4 separate regions of the Mus musculus genome follow, and all the other regions are linked to region 2. A link is a contact called in public Hi-C data. All regions are on one chromosome and are shown on one strand. Each heading gives the region's core, a stretch centred on a gene start, on an enhancer-like site or on the middle of the called end of the contact. The rest is flanking DNA. Distances are from core to core; before and after follow the strand shown. Region 1 has its middle 110 kb from the start of Tril. Region 2 overlaps Creb5 (cAMP responsive element binding protein 5). Region 3 has its middle 90 kb from the start of Tril. Region 4 has its middle 61 kb from the start of Tril.

Region 1 (2,700 bases), core at 39-2,538, 340 kb before region 2:
GGTCTCAGGCGGGGCCGCGGGGTGAGGGTTGCGGGGAAGAAGGGGATAAGGGTGGATATTCAGCAGGCCTTAATGTATTCCTAATGTGTTGGTGAGGTAAGCGTCTTCTAGAAGCCTCTGGGGTGGGGGCTGGGGAGGGCACCTCAGTTTGAGGTGGGAGCAGTGGTCTAGACACACAGAGTAATTCTAGAGAATCTGTTCTTTGTGCGACCAGTGGCAGAGTGGCCAGAAGGCTTTCTGGGAGATTTTAAACTCAGGAGCTGGTAACCCAGTTCTCGAGATCAGAAGAAGGATAGAAACTCGACTCTATTCGTTTGTGTAGGACTCACTATATCCCTGAAGGGTATACGAAAAATAAGTAAAATAAGGCTTTCTTCATTGTTTGATGGTTTATACTGCAGTTTCCCCATATTTAGAAGCAGAGTCCATGAAAGGCAGCATTGCTGGGTCATACTGAAGACTCTATAAGCTAAGCTTGGAAAGGATTTACAATATTCGTCTGTAACCTCATCTCACAAAAAGGAAGGAAGGAAGGAAGGAAGGAAGGAAGGAAGGAAGGAAGGAAGGAAAGAGAAAGAAAGAAAGAAAGGAAGGAAGGAAGGAAGGAAGGAAGGAGAGAGAAAGAGAAAAGACAAGATGAAGAAAAAGTTCTGTCCTGGGAATGAATAGAAGAGAGCAGCAAGGCCCTTTCTTTCATCTTCACGCAGACAGGCAGGCTAGCAGCCTAAGTCTAAGTAGGACTGGGGTTTTGGCAGCACCAGAACCCCAGATACTTCGGTAACCATTTTGCCATACAAACTACACAAAGTTTAGGGGCTCCAACGGTCATTGGTCTCCAAGAACAAAAGGCAGATCACCGCTGAGCCAGGTTCTATTTATCTCTAAGACTATTTACGTATTCATCTATTTAATTGTCCAGTGCCAGAAACAGAGTAGAATGAAATTGTTAACTCTTTCTGGGCAAGTGCTCTCCCACTGAACTCGGCCACACTGCTTTTGAGTTCCCTCCCCCCCTCCTCTCCCCTTCCTTCTTTCCTTTTGTGGGATGAGAGATCAAGCCCAGGGCCTTGTAGATTAAGAAACACGCATGCTGCCAGTTACACCCTTTCCCCTTCTCCTTAAGCTCAGTTACACGATGCCAACGGACTGACTCGGTGAATACGCGCCACTCCCACTCGGAGCAGAACTTGCCCGGAAACTCAGTCACATCCTACAGATACAGGAGTTAAGAACCAGCCACTCACTGTTGCCCTCAAGGGGAGGGAACATTTCATTCTGTACAAGTCAACTTACAGAGCTTGTACTTTCAAATGCAGAGAGCTGGGGATGAGGAAGCTATAAAACCACAGGAGGCAATGCTGTTCTCCTTTGCAGAAATGGTGATTTCTGTCTCTGTGGCTCCCTGACAGCAGCTCCTCTATGAATGTGACTGTTGGTCTGCGTGGACCTGAATGGTTTTCTATTGTTCAGGCCCCTGATGTGCAGACGCTTATAAGAATCGATCAGTAGGTTAGTCAATCAATCAATCAATCAATCAATATCAAGTCATCCACCCATCTTTCTATAAACAAAGCTAAGGATCGAGGAAGACACTGCCCAAGCCTGGCTTGATGAGGACTGTTATCCTCCGGCAAGCAGCAATGGTTCTGCTGTAGAGCATAAAAGAATGGTTTACTGTCCCACTTTTCAGATCCTACTCATCTGTCAGACAGGAAGCACACGCAGATTTCTCTAAATATATTTTACCAGTGACAGAAAATCTGAAAGTTAAAGCCAGGAAGGTGTTTTCCATGTTTCCTTCAGCATAGGAGTCCACAGGAACATTCAACATCGAAGCTTTGTGAATAGTGTTGGATGCTTATTAAAAATAAGGGACATAGATGACCAGCGTCTTGAGCAGCTCTTGCCAGTAAAGGGTTAGGGCTGTTCTGGTTCTAGAACCCACGTCTCAGGAAGGAACCATCCGAGATAACACAGAAAAAAAGAATTCTGTTTCTTGTCTAACAACTTAAAATCCCCATTCTCTGCCTTTCTCCTTAAATCTCAAAGTTGGTTTCGCTGAGGTTTTCTTGTAAAATTTTAGGGCTTTAATTGCATTTCTGCGGCGAGTCACCTTTGAGCTTTCTGTACTTTCTACATCAAGAAGTGTCTTTGCTGTAACGAGGAAAATATAGACAGATGTTTGCTCTTATCTAGACTGAGAACAGTTCGGAGGGCCCAGACTAAATGGGAAGGTGGCCTTGTGCTCTGAGCCTGTAACCAGGAACTATGGCCTATCAACAGAGTCTAATGGAATGGTCAACACAGAAAGCTCCTTTTAACCTCTGTAGCACTTAACATGATTGTCCAGTAAAATATTAGCCCCAAGGCCACTACTGAGTGGGAGGTCAGAAAAACTGGCTAATTTGGGACCCACTGGATTGCATGAGCCATAGCATCATTGAGATTAATGCAAGTCAAGGAGCCTCATGTCAGGGATGTGAGCATGTCAGGGATGTGAGCATGTCAGGGATGTGTGCATGTCAGGGATGTGAGCATGTCAGGGATGTGAGCATGTCAGGGATGTGAGCATGTCAGGGATGTGTGCATGTCAGGGATGTGTGCATGTCAGGGATGTGTGCGTGTCAGGGATGTGTGCATGTCAGGGATGTGTGCGTGTCAGGGATGTGTGCATGTCAGGGATGTGTGCGTGTCAGGGAT
Region 2 (2,700 bases), core at 9-2,508:
GTCTGTTGCTTCTTTATGAAAAAAAAAAAAAAACGCAACCAACTAGTTAATTTGTGATTTCATCATATGATTATAGATCTAATGCCCAGACCAGATACGTGTGTTTAGAGCACTGTGGTTTTCATGGGGCAGCTAGAAGCCTAGACACAGGTAAGTGCAGAGAAAGGGTATAGGCGGCTTGTAATAAATAAAACTTAATGTCTATTGCCACAGCCGGGCAAAGCAAATCCCTCCAATCACCTGGGTTCCTTTGGACAAGGAGGCTTTCCTTTGAAGAAACTGAGGGGTGCTTTTGTTTTAGTTAGGAACCAGGTTTTAACTTAGTAAGAAGATATTCTGCATTTACCATGGAAAGTCCTTATCTACCAGGATTTTCCCAGTTACTTATCAACCTATCTAGATTTCCCTAGTGTTTTCTACTTCACAGGGGCTTTCAAAACCCGTTTGCTCCAACATACTTTTCCTCTGCTAGTTTTCTTGTTTACAAGTTAGAAAGAAACACTGGCACAAACTCCTCTGATGCAAACGCCACGCTTTGGCTGCTCGGCAGCAACACCAGCAGCAACATTCTATATTTCTGGGAATGTGTTTCTCCAAAAACCCCTCTTCACATTCTCCTAGAATCCTCCAGGAACTCTGGGAAATAAAAATAAGAAGGATATTCATCTGAATTGTCCTGATCCCTAGGTGTTGCCCCACACCAGACTGCCAACACTATCACACAAACTAATGGGGGTGGGCCTTGGTTTCCTTGAAGGTATATGAAAATATGAAACGAGTGTAATCTTCCACGTCAGCAAAATGCTTGAGCTCAGACTCGGAAATGTGTCCTATCTGCCATAAAATAAAGATCTTGGTAGGAAAACCATTTCTACATATCTAAACCCCCTGGAACATGGCATTACCCAAAGATAGACTCTTGAGTCAGGAACAAAAATGTCACCTTCAAGTTTAAAGATAAAATGCAAAAATTTTAATTTCCACATAAAAACAAGATTGGACATTAGCTGAACACTAAGAAGAGACCCCAAGATTCTATCCTGCAAGCCAAGATATCCACTCCTCTTAACACGTTTGTGTCCAAGAACTATAGTTCAAGAACAGGCAGTCATAGGGGCGTACTTCTTCTCAGAAAGGAGTGGGAATCCAACCCATGACTATGAAACAACTCCTAAAAAGCACCCAGCATACATGCAAGCATAAGTACACACCACCTTCCCCTTTCTGAATGACAGTCCAGCGGAAATGGTGGGCAGGATGTGTCTGGCTTGCTTCCGGAGGAAGTTACTCATAGGGATGTCAACGCCACTGTGTTTTGGGGTGAAAGGGAAGTATTTCAAACTCTAAAGTGTGATCCAACAGTAGTGAAGATGAGAGTCCTGATGTCAATGGTTTGGGAGAGGCTGAAAGCATTTCAGTGAGGAAAGAAAGCCCAGTGGCTATGGTGGCCCAATGGGAAATAATCTTCCAGGGGATGGGAGAAGCATTTCCTAGCAGCTGGAGCACAGAGGATCCGCACACTCACCTGGGAGCAGCCTGGGGCACTGCAGACAAACGGCCTCTCCTGCTCCAAGTTCATCTTGGATTCCTCATAAATCTGAAGGGTTAAAGGAAAACAGAAACCCATGAAAATCGCTTTCCTCTGCTTTAAATGCATGAGAAAGACAATCACGGGGAGACATCTATTGCCATTCCCTAAACTGAAAAAGTTACACACGAACACAGTGAACATGGACCCCGTTCCAGTTCTTTGGCTCTCCTGATTCCAGTTCCTAGTGTGCTCTCCTTAGCGCATATTAAAGAAGCCATAATGATGTTGGAACCTAAAGCCTGCCCATCCAAAGGGAGCTGGTGGGTGCTACTGTCGGGTTAGAAGACCCCAGCAAGATCCCAAGGCAAAGCACAGCACCTGGATTCTAAGGAGAACTCTGAAACCGGGGAAGCCAGAGGGAGGCTTTTCAATTCTGTGCTCACCCGGCAGAAATTGAGTGTGGTCAAAACTGCCTTTGCCAATGATCCCAGTGCCAGGAAAGTGCGGCCTACATGGCTCTGTGGTTAACACACCTGTTGCTGTTGGCTTTGTTTCTTTTGCAATGACAGGAAGAACTATGCAAATTTAAGGGGCATTACTTAGGTGGTTTTCCAAATATCCTAAAACCAGCATTAGAATTGTGCTTATATATTGCATGCACTTTAAAGGGTATGTGGGTCTATTGTTAAGCTTCAGAACCGACTGCCTTAACCCTGGGTACAAGAAGCAATGTTTCTTTAAAATGCTGGCCATGGGTGATTCCAAAAGGAAGGTGGTGGCAGCTTGGCATCATGGACGAGTCGAGTCCCACTGTGCAAGTTCGTCCTATTTGTACATTTTATACTTGCTTCTCCAAACACTAGTATCTCATCCTCTCACTTTTCCAAAACGTAAAGTGAGGAATGTTTGCCTTAAATAACATTGCCAGTCAGAGATGAAAATTCAAAACTAAAAACAGGGGGGGTTGGGGGAGGTAAACCCCCTCCCAACTATGATGTACTTGGCAGGCAGTTTCTCAACCTGTGGGTCATGCCCCGATTGGGAGGGTCATTCACAGGGGTCACATATCAGATGTCCCACATATTAGATATTATGTTACAACTCAGAACAATAGCAAAATTACAGATATGAAGTAGCAATGAAATAATTTTATGGTCAGGGGTCAGCAC
Region 3 (2,700 bases), core at 137-2,636, 360 kb before region 2:
CGCTTCCTGGGTTCAAAGAAAGTCACCCTGACCATTGCCGGAACCCGCTATGCAAATGTGCTATTGTTAGGGGCTCTTAGAAACTGTCTTGAGAGATAACCTGCACAATTACCAGGTATTTCTTGTGACTCTTGTGACTTTGCACTTCCTTGGGACTCTTAACTGGTATCTTTGGTATTTTCTAACAACACCCTCCCCACTTCCTTGAGTTGTGGTTTCTTCCTTTAAAGACCCCCTTACCCAGCTACTGGGGGTGCCACGGTCCCCTACCCCTGCATGGTGTATGACCGTGGGCCTGAGAGCGCTCTTGAATAAAAATCCTCTTGCAGTTTGCAGCAAGACCGTTTCTTGTGAGTGATTTGGGGTGTCGCTTCTCCTGAGTCAGAGCATGGGGGAGTCCTCACGTTGTGGGTCTTTCACTTATATAAGGGGCTTTTCATATAGAAATCTATTAGAATACAAAAGAGAATTCTGAGTACTATGTGTATATGATGATGACTATTAAAAATCCTTCATCTGGAGAGATGGCTCAGTGGTTAAGAGCATTGGATGCTCTCCCAGAGGACCTGGGTTTAGTTCCCAGCATCTACGTGGATGCTCACCACTGTCTATAATGCTAACTCCAGAGGATCTGATACTGTCACATAGAACACCAAATGCACATAAAATATAATCTAACCAATTCTTTTTTTAAAAGCTTTTAAAAATCTGGTTTTAAAAGATGACTCAAAATTTAAACAAAAACCCTAGCTGATGTGTATTTATAGAGAGAAAATTAAAAAATTAAGTAGCCAGTGATCAGAATTTCAAATATACGTGCAGGCATGGTGAGGCACAATTATCCCAGCACTAAGGAGGCTGAGGTTGGGAGACTACATAGCCAATCCAAGGCTACCTGGGCGGCATACCGAGACCAAGTCAAAAAGAAAAGAAAAGAAAAGAAAAGAAAAGAAAAGAAAAGAAAGGAAAGGAAAGGAAAGGAAAGGAAAGGAAAGGAAAGGAAAGGAAGGAGGGAAGGAAGGGAGAGAGGGAGAGAGGGAGGGAGGGAGGGAGGAAGGAAGGAAGGAAGGAAGGAAATACAAACAAACAAACTTCAGATATTCTTAATAACTATTAATGTAAAGAAAAACTAAGCAATTCTGGACAATATTGAAGGTTAATCTGGCAGGAAAGGAACTTCTTATATAGGCAACTTCTTCATCTCTGCAATGGAGTTGTCTTCAGTTTCTTCCCTATCAGTAGCAGAAAGGAAAAGAGTGTGTATTAATAGCAACAAACTTGGCAGACATAAATGGGTTAATGTTTAAGCTTTGTCTCTGAGATCTGGCAAGAGAAATGCTATTTACTGTTACTGGCTGCCTACTTGGGCATGAAGAGAGGAAATGGACAGTCAGCTGTGCTTTCCAAATCCCTTCATCGTCTGAACTGAGTTACTTCCCTTTTGAAAACTGGGTGTCATGAATAAAAACTTAGCATAAAGCCAAAAGCTCCACATGTTCAAAAGACAATTTCCCACCGGTTCCCCGCCACTATCAAACCCTTAAAACCCCATGTGCTGGCGAGTTGACGAGCAGACTCTGTCTTTGGGTACCATATGCACTTTCAATCTCCATATTGGGGCCAAGTGTGCTGGCGCAGGGTAGATCCAGCTGTGGTAGGGAGCTAAGAAATGGTGATTTGGAGATCTGTCATCTGTCATAACCATGTCCCATGTTGATGGACAGAAGAACATACAAAGAGAGGCGGTGCCAGTCAGGGAGAGCAGACTGATTTTTTTTTTTAATCTGTACTTTACCCGGATTCTTTCATTGAAGCTGCTGAGTCCCCTATGATGCTGTGCTCAGCATCGTACCTCGTTACTATGTGTGTTTAATCCTGTAGGCAGTGCTGTCCAATGGAATGCAGAGCCATGATGGAAGCTATCCAAATGAGCAGTTCTCACGCAATTGGTGACTGGCACCAGGCACTTTAAACGCAGCAAATGTGACTGAGACACAGAATTTTCTTTCACTTTTTTTGCTGCTGGGCAAATACAGAGTTCCCGCCCACCCTTCCTTTGTCTGGTTCCCTCTCATGAGAACTTTTGGAAGACTCTGTTACATTTGTCCAAATGAATTAAAGGAGCAATTAACCTTGACAGGATACTGTTCGTTTCCCTACAGACTTTATTTGGATCCCACCAGACTCCACCCTGCTATTTTTCCACATTGCCTTTAGGCATCATTTCTTTAGTCTTAGAAGCCTAATGCTTAGTTGGGTTTACTCTTAAGTGGCACGTGTTGAGTGGCTCCTAAAGGACACAGCTCTGCCGGGCACCCCCACCTGTGCCCTAGTTAATGTTGATGGTGTCCCAAGTGGAGGCATTTCTACTTCCAAGGTACAGAGGCGAACATGAGATGCAGCCCGACTGTGACTTAACGGTCCTTATAGCACCAGTGACCGGCAGACAGAATGTCTGATAGCTTGCAGGCTTTCCTGACCCCCAGTAACATGCACTTCCCATCGCCTGTAGGCGCTTTTCCATGGTGACTTGGATGACTTAAAACTCACAGGACACTGGGCCATGGCGTTTATTATTAAGACACGTGGGAAATCGTTATGTCCTTGGATAACATTTTAAACACAGGCAGCCTTCTGGAGTGGAAAAGGTGTCACTATTCTGGAAGAATGGTTCATCCTCTTGATGACCTCTGGATTGAT
Region 4 (2,700 bases), core at 8-2,507, 390 kb before region 2:
TTCTGTTCTCTATCTCCTTTTGCATTGCTGTCTGAGAAATGCAAAACCCGTGGGGGAAAGTAGGCCTGGCTTTGGGGAGATTTCAAATGCAGCTCTCCTTTGTGTCACTGGAGGCGGCCCCAGTCCTTCCCGCCAAGGCCAACTGCCTGCAGGGTAATGGATTATCTTCCTCTCTGCAGACTCCACGGGAGATGTTCTCAACGGTTTATGCATTCTGGCCTGAAAACACTCCCTGCAGAAGGGAGAATTCTTCCTGTGTTCCCCAGCAGAGGTCCCTGGGGACTGAATCTGGCTCGCAGTGTAAACCCCATGTGCTATAAAGAGAAGATCAAGGGCAGATTTGGCACTAAGTGGTTGTTCCAAAGTTTCCAACTGGTCTAAGCTTTCAAAGACAAAGAGTGAGGAGTTGTGGTTGCTTTCACCTTGGGGAATACTTACAGGAGGTGTCTAAACACGCCTCAAAATGCCCGGATCTTAGCAGAAGGGAAGAGATCAGTAAACCTGTAAACAAAAAAGGTGACTGGTTCTGCTTTGGGATAAAAAAAAATAGGAAGGGGGAAGTGGAGGGGTTTACTCACAGGAGGAATAGGTTATTTGGGTGTTGAGCTTTTGTTTAGACCTCTGTCAGTGGCACCTTCAGCAATTGAAGCAAGAGATAAGTTTGTTAAATGTGTAATATATAAGGGAAATCAGCAAGAAAAACATGTGTGTGTGTGTGGGAGGTCCAAAGAGACAGAAACAAGTTTAAATTAAGAGAGAGGAGGGAGGGAGGGAGAGAGAGAGAGAAAAGAGAGAAAGAGAACAAAGAGAAAGAGAAACTGGGGGGCCAGAGAGAGAGAATGAATAAAAAGGAAGGAAATGGATGATAAGGAAGAGAAGGGAAAGGATGAGGGGGGCAAGCCCTCTGAGGTGAGTGGGTTATGGTGTTTGAAAACATCCTCAAGAGCAAAGCCAGCAGGCAGCTTCCTCACAGATGCCTCCTGGTTGTTGCCCAGAGCTTTAAGGACTGAAGGGTAGCAAACCCTCCACATTCCTGGTCACACTAAGCTTTGCTTTGAAATCCCTAAGGAGGCCTACAACTTGGGGGTTGAGGTGACAAAGGGCAGACTGAGGGAATTATTTATTTCCCTCTTTGCCATCTGGGCATCCTCATTAATTGAGTGGATTCATTTGGTGCCGGTTTCTGCTCCCTTCAGAGTTCTGGTCAGGAAAATTAAGAATCATGATTCTAACGGCTCACGTGGTCTGTGAGTCATGGCAGGATGCTTTAGTGCTCTGGCCTTCCCAGTTTGCTATGTTTTGATTTGCTGAGTTCTTTCTTCCTCTTTTGTGCAGTTTACTTATTATAATTATTAATGAGGAAACAGAAAAGTGGCTATTCAGTTGAACTTTAGGGAGCAGGACGTGATAAACAGTCTCTGTCTAGGATCTAACATTTGCCCCTAAATACAGTAATTATTAGGTTGCTTGATGATATGCTGGGTTTTACAAGGCTCTTATTAGGGAAAGAAAAAGAACATAATAAATCCACTAATGTGGGTAATGACTGGTATGGAAATTGAAAATGGTTCAAAATTAACCCACTCCTTTTTTCCACCTTCTAAATACCCCCCTGGGTCCTAATATTATTCATCACATAAATATACTTGCTCTTCATTTCAGCTAGTCCTTCCCTGCCAAGACACTCCAGAATTAATTGCAATTAAGTGCTATCTGGCCTTACCCAGGCATTGACAGGAGGCTCAACTGAAGGAAAATGTAACCAACCTGCAATGGCAGAGAGACGCACAAATGGTTCTGTGAGCTCCACATGCCTAGTTCAGTGTTAGCTCATGGGACTCCGAGGAACACCAAAAATGAAGGCACTCAATAAACAGAAGCTGTCTGCTCACGGTGACCACTGAAGGGCTACATAACCCTCTCTGCCTCCCTCTCTGCCCCCCACCCCCACCCCCGCCTCTGTCTCTCACTCCTGTCTCTGTCTCTGTCTCTGTCTCTGTCTCTGTCTCTCTGTCTCTCTCTCTCTCTCTCTCTCTCTCTCACACACACACACACACACACACACACACACACACTTCTGCATAGTAGAGACAACCCTATTTTAATGCAGACTTTTCTGTGTGTCTTTACCGGAAGTTATGACGGGGTCTGATGGAGTCTGATGCGGGAGGCACACACAGGAATACTCCCACACATTAAGCATGTGTGATTTTCAGGCTATATAAGACACTGCATTTACAAAATATTTCTTTGGAGTAAACTCTATATAGATGTCCCAGCTGTAGTCATTTACTGAAGATGAATCTGAACAACAATGTGTGACCTGAAAGGGACCTTCCTGTCGCCCTGCTTCCTGTCACCCCGATTCCTGTCACCCTGAGTCTTTCTATAAGCCTTCTGTTGGTGTTTAAACAGTTTCAATCTTACTTGAAATGTGAACAGAGTAAGCGAAAAACAGTTTAAACTCTTCTGGAATCAAATCCAGGCTCCACAAAACAAGATGGGAATGACAAAGACAAACAGTGAAGCCTTAGGTCTGAGGAAAGCCCATTAGGAAGCTGCTCCCGCAGTCAGAGAGAGAACAAGAGTGACACAGATTGACTGCTGTGCTGGGAGCATTGCCATTCAGATGGAGGAGAAATAAAACAACCCCAGAGATGACTGTATAGTCCAACACCACTGTAGCACAGAGCCAGCCAA

What was found. Hi-C and Micro-C count contacts between places; a contact is called where the count stands out from the background.
Region 1: a Hi-C map of bone marrow-derived macrophages shows a contact between it and region 2, with 19 read pairs. The contact joins two enhancer-like sites. A contact is called at or near these places in 2 of 15 datasets of contacts at CTCF or cohesin (large pre-B cells and pro-B cells), 14 of 484 Hi-C or Micro-C datasets (the Ba/F3 cell line, the C2C12 cell line, bone marrow-derived macrophages and 7 more), 1 of 115 datasets of contacts at active chromatin or transcription factors (bone marrow-derived dendritic cells) and 1 of 9 other capture datasets (bone marrow-derived macrophages).
Region 3: a Hi-C map of bone marrow-derived macrophages shows a contact between it and region 2, with 21 read pairs. The contact joins two enhancer-like sites. A contact is called at or near these places in 2 of 15 datasets of contacts at CTCF or cohesin (large pre-B cells and pro-B cells) and 6 of 484 Hi-C or Micro-C datasets (the C2C12 cell line, bone marrow-derived macrophages, pre-B cells and 2 more).
Region 4: a contact with region 2 is called in a Hi-C map of bone marrow-derived macrophages, with 16 read pairs. The contact joins two enhancer-like sites.

The regions. Positions count from the first base shown.
Region 1 is chr6:53,711,914-53,714,613 of GRCm38.p6, reverse strand. No RefSeq gene overlaps it. Among named protein-coding and RNA genes, the nearest start is that of Tril, 110 kb to the left of the region's middle. Within about 2 kb of position 1,288, at least 42 of the 459 cell types and tissues checked have an H3K27ac peak or open chromatin away from gene starts, as enhancers often do. A contact at or near this core is called in bone marrow-derived macrophages, where this site is marked.
Region 2 is chr6:53,368,684-53,371,383 of GRCm38.p6, reverse strand. Creb5 (cAMP responsive element binding protein 5) reads right to left here. Exons shown (of 11, transcript NM_001327821.1): 2 at 1,526-1,597. The coding sequence starts at 1,579. Among named protein-coding and RNA genes, the nearest start is that of Creb5, 83 kb to the right of the region's middle. Within about 2 kb of position 1,258, at least 66 of the 459 cell types and tissues checked have an H3K27ac peak or open chromatin away from gene starts, as enhancers often do. A contact at or near this core is called in bone marrow-derived macrophages, where this site is marked.
Region 3 is chr6:53,729,902-53,732,601 of GRCm38.p6, reverse strand. No RefSeq gene overlaps it. Among named protein-coding and RNA genes, the nearest start is that of Tril, 90 kb to the left of the region's middle. Within about 2 kb of position 1,386, at least 5 of the 459 cell types and tissues checked have an H3K27ac peak or open chromatin away from gene starts, as enhancers often do. A contact at or near this core is called in bone marrow-derived macrophages, where this site is marked.
Region 4 is chr6:53,758,383-53,761,082 of GRCm38.p6, reverse strand. No RefSeq gene overlaps it. Among named protein-coding and RNA genes, the nearest start is that of Tril, 61 kb to the left of the region's middle. Within about 2 kb of position 1,257, at least 54 of the 459 cell types and tissues checked have an H3K27ac peak or open chromatin away from gene starts, as enhancers often do. A contact at or near this core is called in bone marrow-derived macrophages, where this site is marked.